Regions from separate parts of the Mus musculus genome. Here region 2 is linked to region 1. Evidence: chromatin contacts called from public Hi-C data. All regions are on one chromosome and are shown on one strand. Each heading gives the region's core, a stretch centred on a gene start, on an enhancer-like site or on the middle of the called end of the contact. The rest is flanking DNA. Distances are from core to core; before and after follow the strand shown.

Evidence for each region. A called contact is a pair of places that touch in the nucleus more often than the background predicts.
Region 2: a contact with region 1 is called in a Hi-C map of the G1E-ER4 cell line, with 1.7 times the contacts expected there. The contact joins two enhancer-like sites. A contact is called at or near these places in 4 of 484 Hi-C or Micro-C datasets (CD4 T cells, the G1E-ER4 cell line, embryonic stem cells and 1 more), 1 of 115 datasets of contacts at active chromatin or transcription factors (embryonic stem cells) and 2 of 9 other capture datasets (adipose tissue and liver).

What each region holds. Positions count from the first base shown.
Region 1 is chr9:113,856,308-113,859,770 of GRCm38.p6, reverse strand. Clasp2 (CLIP associating protein 2) reads right to left here. Exons shown (of 40, transcript NM_001114347.1): 19 at 1,167-1,190. Among named protein-coding and RNA genes, the nearest start is that of Gm39439, 73 kb to the left of the region's middle. Within about 2 kb of position 1,665, at least 33 of the 459 cell types and tissues checked have an H3K27ac peak or open chromatin away from gene starts, as enhancers often do. A contact at or near this core is called in the G1E-ER4 cell line, where this site is marked.
Region 2 is chr9:113,967,799-113,971,589 of GRCm38.p6, reverse strand. It overlaps Ubp1 (upstream binding protein 1), which reads right to left. Exons shown (of 16, transcript NM_001372510.1): 12 at 2,174-2,264; 13 at 1,330-1,448. It also overlaps a transcript of Fbxl2 not described here. Among named protein-coding and RNA genes, the nearest start is that of Ubp1, 38 kb to the right of the region's middle. Within about 2 kb of position 2,024, at least 34 of the 459 cell types and tissues checked have an H3K27ac peak or open chromatin away from gene starts, as enhancers often do. A contact at or near this core is called in the G1E-ER4 cell line, where this site is marked.

The DNA of each region.
Region 1 (3,463 bases), core at 416-2,915:
AAAGGGAGCCCGGAAAGGAACCAGAGAGAAACAGACACCAAATCCATGACCTTGGCCGCACTTGCCCAACATTTTTGTCAGAGCACAGACAAATCCAAGGACCTAACCGCAGCGCTCAGCTGTGTGACCACAAAGTGTGTGAAGTCTACGGAAAATGAGCAAGTATGAAAGCCACTGGGCAGTGACACACAGACAGTTGCACTGTCAAATGAAGGGTTGAGCACAGGAAGTAACACATCAGATAACAGAGGACACCCCAGAAAGGGCTTTAATTATGACCCAAACAGAAAAACACTGATTGGTAAGTGAAAATCTTCCTAAGTGCTCCAGCAATCTAAAGGTTCAAGGATATCTAAGAGCTCAGAAAGAAATCCCCTCCTGATGGCTGTCGTTTCCATTCAAAGGGCTTAATTAATTATGAAATACTTTAAAATGGAGATACTAAAAATAGTTCCTAGCCCGAGATTAAATACAGCTTCCATTTCATTAAAATAGAAAAAAAATTGAGGCAAATTTGTAGAGTTTATGTAATAATTAAGAGAAAAGGTGTTTTGCTTCCCTTTCTTTTCTTTGAACAAATTCTTTAACAAAGTTCAGACTCCAGCTGATACCTCAGCCCTGACAGGGAAAAGAGTGCTGTGGCCGTTTTCTCTCTAGTGTCTGACAAAACAAGGCTCAGATTTGTGACTAGACCAAAGCAGCCACAGACAAGCTGCAATAATTTGAATACTGGAATTTAAAAGGCAAAGCTTAAACTTCAGTTTAAATTAAATGTTAGTTTAAAATCTCAGCATGTGCAACTTGCAATCAATTTTAAATAAACATGTGAACTGTGAGACACTGTCCCTGTCCCGCTCCAGTCGGTAACTAACATGTTAAAACAGAGACTTAAGAGACTCCTTTCCTCCTTCTGAATCCAGTACTGTAAAAAGAAATAGGAAATTAAAAATATGAGCCCTATTTTTCAGGTTTCATACGAACTATTTTTGGTAACTGACTTAAATTCCAAAAAAAAACCCACAAGGAAATCCAAAATGGATAAAAGCAACTCAAAATCCAAGCTGGAGTCCTGCAGCCATTTCACACAAAGTTCTTGATAAATAAATAGCATAAAAGAATCAACATGGTCCCAGTAGAGATGTGGAAAAGAATTATAAAAGTCTTACCATCCATCTTGTCAGAAGTATCCTCTTTGATGAAAGAGCAAGCAGAGAACAGAGGAAAACTTAGTATATTAGAAAAAAGACTTCATAATCCCTATTTTTTAAAAAGACAAGTGACTTGTACAGGCTCACTTTGCCATCTGGCTTCTCACAGACCCCATCTTTCCTTTGAACTCTCAGCTCCTATAATCACACATCTGGGTGAAAATCTGCCTCTGTACCACAAGCTCCTAGAGGAAACCCACACAGCTTGTGATCGGGTGGTGCCACTGAAGACCAGGCCTTTACTATCTGTCACAAGAGAGTTAGCATTGTAGGACTGGCAATGCTATTGTTTTTGAGGCCCACATGTCACACACCTCCTGTCCCAGTCTCCAGAGTGCTGCAGTTACAGCTATGCGTCACCATGTGTGCTTGCTGTTGCTCTTCTGAAGGTCCTGTGTGCAACACTGGCCTCTGCTAACTCAGCTCCGAACACCCCCATCCCCCACCCCCCATGATAACAAGGTTCCGTGACAGCAGAGGATCGACTGCCATAGTAATCTCCTGAACCATATGCAAGCAGTATCATTTGTGGTGAGCATCAACTTTCTTCTGGGTGTCTGGAATTCTGATAATTGTGGCTTGTTGAAAAAGCAAAGAGCCAATATGGCCAGCCTCCTCTCCCTATTCCACCCCTGGACTAGAAGTCTTAAATGAGCTTCCCTGGCAGAAACACTGGTTGACATGTTATAGCATTTCATAGCAGAGGAAGGAGTCTTTCTTCCTAAGCCTAGTTCCGAGGGTGAGAACTACAAAGCACACGCTAGGCCTCCAAGGCTATCTCCCTACTGGTTCTGCTGTGTGGCCTTCCACGCTAATAAACCTCACCCATAAGCTCCAAATTGTGGCCAAGTCTAACAATGTCCCTTCTCTTGTACTCAAGACTATTCAAAACCTTTAGTCACTTCTTGGACCAAGAATTCTCAGGCAGACGATTCTAATTCTAATGAATACACGCTTCTGAAGACCCACCTGGTACTGCAAGTACCATGCCTGACTCTATTCCCTGCCCTCCATTTCCTCCTACGCTGGCTCAGGAAACTGTTGCCCTCTCACTGCCAGCTCTGCTCACTGCAGCCCACTCCTTACAGCTTCTGCAGGAGCTGCACCAGGCCACTCTCTTCATCCTTTCACTGCTTTCTTCTCGAGCTAACCAACCACCTTGGTGTACAGACAAAGATCTTAAAACAAGGAGGGGGAGGAAAGTGCCAGGGCTGAGAGGAGCTACAGAGCTCTTTCATTTTCTTCTTGGCCATCAAGCACGGCAAGTTCATAGATTCCAGTACCAATTTCTTCCACATCTAACCAAAATTTGACTTTTATCTAACCGACCTTACTAAAATCATTTGTTTTCTTTTCCATTCAGGCAGTTCCATAAACCTCCTACTAAGAATACTTATGTATGCTAGGTAACTATTTTATCATGAGCTACACCTCCAATATAATCACACACACACCCTGGCCATTCTGTATGACACTAACTTTCCTCTACAAAAGTTAACAGGTAAATTTCAAAACACACAGGCCACCTCTGTGCCACAGAATTCAGTGCTTTAAAAAAAACAAAAGCAAATTAGCCAGTGGCAAGTGCACTAGAGAGTGTATGCAGTTTAATGTCACCTTTTCTTTGTATACCCATTTCATCTCAACTGTTTCCTAAACATTTTGAGTTTGAGGTCTCGTAGCAAGTTCAACTCAAAAGTCAACAAATCTGTAGCCCCTTATTTCTCAGCAGCATACCAATAAACTGAAGAAAAAAAAAGTACAGACTTTCCAGATCCTCAGTACTTAGCAGGAAACCTGAGGAAAAACTGAATACAGGAAGTGTTTGAAAAAAAAATGATATACTCATTCTGAATTCTCTAAGTTCAGACATGATAAACAAGGTTCAATACAGAAGAAAGCAGAGCCCACTAGTCATGTGTCTCATGAGGACAGAGGTTGGGTGTGTGCTACCATGCCCAGCTTTTAGGTAAGTGCGCAAACTTTTTATTTATTTATTCATTCATTCATTTATTTTGGTGCTGTGCTGCAGTTTCTTTTCTTTTCTTTTTTAAAGATTTATTTAGTATATGTACATACACTGTAGCTGTCTTCCGACACTCCAGAAAAGGGCATCAGATCTTGTTACAGGTGGTTGTAAGCCACCATGTGGTTGCTGGGATTTGAACTCAGGACCTTCAGAAGAGCAGTTGGTGCCCTTAACCACTGAGCCATCTCCCCAACCCTAAGTGCTCAAATCTTAACTCATATCCTTA
Region 2 (3,791 bases), core at 775-3,274, 110 kb before region 1:
GGAAAGCCCCTGTGTCCAAAGAGTTACTACCTGGTCTTTAGCTCACTAAAGCTGAATGGTTAAGGATAAAATAAAGGTCTCCCATGTCTCCACTACTCCCGTACAACACTCATCTCTGAACACACATATGCCCTAATACTACACTCCTGGCAAAATGTGAGTGATGTGTATGACGGTGATACAGAGAGCTCCTTTAAGAATCTCATGACCTGCTGGGCAGTGGTGTCGAACACCCTTAATCCCAGCACTTGGGGGGCAGAGGCAGGTAGATTTCTGAGTTCGAGGCCAGCCTGGTCTACAGAGTGAGTTCCAGGACAGCCAGGGCTACACAGAGAAACCCTGTCTTAAAACAAACAAACCAAAACAAAACAAACCCCAAAAAAGAAGAATCTCATGTCCTTAGTCTTAAAAGCCACAGCTGTGATCACTGCTCTTCCATTCATTTAAAGAAATCCAAGCCATGAGGCATTTCTCAGAGCTCTACTACTATCAGCTACCTCTTAGAATGCCACAATACATGTTTCCCTGAAGCTGAATGTCACCGTCATTCTGTTTCAGAATGTGAGAGAGGGGACATTGATACCATCACACAAATGAGAGCAAGGTGTGCTGCTGCACACCGGTAACCTCGGTGCTTTGGAGGATGAATTCATTTAGGAGAATGGCAGTGCCGAGACCAGCTTAGGCTACCTAGTAAGACCTGGGCCCAACCTGTCACACTCCTAAAATGTTTCTAATCAAAGGAGGGAGGGAAAAGGAGACGGGAGAGGCCAGAGTGCTTCACACTGTCCAACTGAGATAAATCTGCAAGGCAAAGAAGTCCTCCTTAGTCAGAAGGTAAACTATACAGCTTGTGCTAACACTGACCCTTAAATACACAGCTCCCACCATCCTGCCTGCAGGGAACACAATGGATGCTCACCCCAGGTGGGTGAGGAGGAGGGTGGAGGAAGACTGCTACATCCACTTGTCTTTGTTCATGTGTGATAGTCAGGAGTTGTGTCCCCCCAGTCCCCATCTAGTTAATGAAATGGAGGGGGAAAAGACCTAAGAAACCCAAACCAAAACAACAACCTCTTTCCCCAGCAAGCAACCAATGTGACATTCATCCAGAAAGCCTCAAGCAAGTTATTGTTCTGACTGCTGGGAATGTCTTACATAAAAGTCATAAAAAGAGATCTACAGCATGCATAGCGAGGACAAAGAAAGTTCTAGTTTCCTCCTTTCCCCAGGACTTGACCCTACAGCTGCTCCTAGTGCTTGCTCGGCAGTCCCGCGCTCACATCAGAGTCTGAGGGAGTATGGGAAGGAAACGCCCTCAATACCCACCGGAGGGCGTCCCACCGCCACTTTCACCTCCACTGCCTGCAGCTTGTGGCTGCCCTTGCAGCGCGGTGCTACTCGGCTGCTCCTGGCAGACATAGATGGTTAAGCGGGGCCTAACCGACCTGTAATCAGAAGATGCCATCAATGAGACTGTGAGGGTAAGCTGCCCCAGCAGGTACAATCAACAACTACAGGAATCTACGGTCTAGTTTTCCTGGTGAGAACTTTACAGTGTTATTTCATTATGCAAAATAATTTTCTAATAAAAATATTAAAAACCACACACCTCACACCAACTATCACAGGTCCAGACTCTAAACCATTGAGATGGTCTGTCAGATGCTGGTAAATTTAAGTTTTAAGATTGATTAAGCAATTTGAAATCAGTAAGGCTGGAGTTTACTCAAGTCTCAGCACACAAGTCTAGAGACAGTAATGGCAGCAGTGGGTCTCAAAGCCAGCACAGTCACAGTTCTAGCATTCTAATTGACAGTTACAAGTTCACATTTAATAACTGCTTAACAATAATCATGACCTTGAAAACCATAGATTCTGTAGAGCTCACCTAAATTAGAAGTTTTGTTTTCTTGGCAACAAACCCAGTCGTCTTCAAGAAATCAGTCCTGCCCATGTGCATTGCTACCAGTCTTAGTCTACCTCTGCCCTCATCAGTGCCTGCCCTGAAGGTGTACACAAAACAGTCTTCTCGTGAGCACAATGCTGCCGATGCTTGGTGGCGCACACAGGCACACGCCAACCTAGCGTGGAAACACATTCTGCCCACCAAAGCCCCCACGCAGAGAAAAGTCCACTTTCAGCTCACGCAAAATAGTCTGTGGTATTTTACCTTGACTTCAGGGAATTATAGAGCCGAATTCCATCGGCTGCACCACAAATCTGAACTAAATCCTCCTTTGTCAGCTTTAATAAGTCGGCACCTGGAAAATAGCAGAGATCCTCAAATAAGCAAGACAGGAATGGACAGAGCTGCTGCTTCACAGTGTCACTGCACAGGTCTGTCCGTCTGCGCAGCAACAGGTATCCTGGAGTACACACAGCCACGATTAACACAGAAACCACATGCTGTGGTAACAAGGTGCCAGAAGCTGATAAGTCAGTGGCCATGGCCAGGAGGCCCGTCTGCTCCCAATACAAGACTCCTTATTCCTTATCTGCCTTTCTTTCCTTGTCGCTGGGCTGTGGGTAACCCTGTTTCTGAATCTCCCTAACGCCCTGGTGCTGCTTTTTTTCCTTTTTAAAAACATAAATGGAATATTGACATTTGGTGAACTTTGCCCAAAGTCACCAGTGAGTGAGAAGCAAAGTGGAGAGCGGGTTTCATTACAGCACTGTGTGCAATACAAGTTAGACACTATAAAGTTCCATCCCCACAGCCCGTTCTAACAGGAGAGCTTAGTAGAAGATCACCCTGTTCCTTCAGATTGCTTCCCTAAGTACTTGGTGTCTAGGATTTGCCTTAAAAGCATCAAAAAGGGCAGTGTATATAAGGGAGAAGTGGATACAAGACTGAACAAGCACTGGGCACCAGTGAAATTGGGGTAGTCAGAGAAAGTCTTTCATGTACTCAATACTTACTATATTTGGAGATGTATACAAAATCTTTTTACTCTTTTAATATCAGTCAAGACCTTCCAGACCTTAATATATGACTTCATATATTAAACATCTACTCCCATATGCAGAAGATAACGGCGTTGCTTCACTTGCTCGCTTTGTTTCAGAGGCTCAAATGAAAGGGCTTGACAGAGTCCTAGCTTATAAATAAATAAAAACCAGAGAGGCCTAACTCCCATGAGACGTGAGCCTGTATGGAGTCACTCTTGGAAAGAAATAGCAGAGAAAGAGGTTCTCTGTCTATTAGGGTCACACAGCTCTGAAGCAGGGATCCTAGTTGTGACATCTGTAACTCATGAAGAGATATATCCCAGCTGGTGATAGTGAATCCCAGCTCTGAACTGTGATGACCACCTAAGAGACCTCACTGTCCTCACTGTCTCCTGCCATTCTCTTTGGTGCTGCAGCTCAGGTGATGTGCCAGAGAGCGGCTCAGCAGGAACCCTTGAGAGGAAGGCCCCAGGTTAAGGAAAGTGCAGAATGCCAAGCCCTGTGATCAATGCGTACAAGGAGAGTCTTACAGCTCCACAGAACATGCAGTAACATGCAAGTCCCAGATATTAAAGGCTGTTCTATGTCTGCTCTTCATGCACTTGCCCTATATAAGGGCTCACAAACTTCATCTAATTTCTAGGTTTTCACACATGAAAGGCTTTATTTAATCATATAAAAAGGTGGATGCCAGCAAGCAAATTATTTCTACAAGGAATTTTAATTTTAGAGTTCAAGAGCTACATGAGGAATAAGTACCCAGTGTACAAACAATATAATAAATGACATAATAAAAACATCACTGTTTGTAAAACCAGGCTTTCCTCTGGGCATGTGCA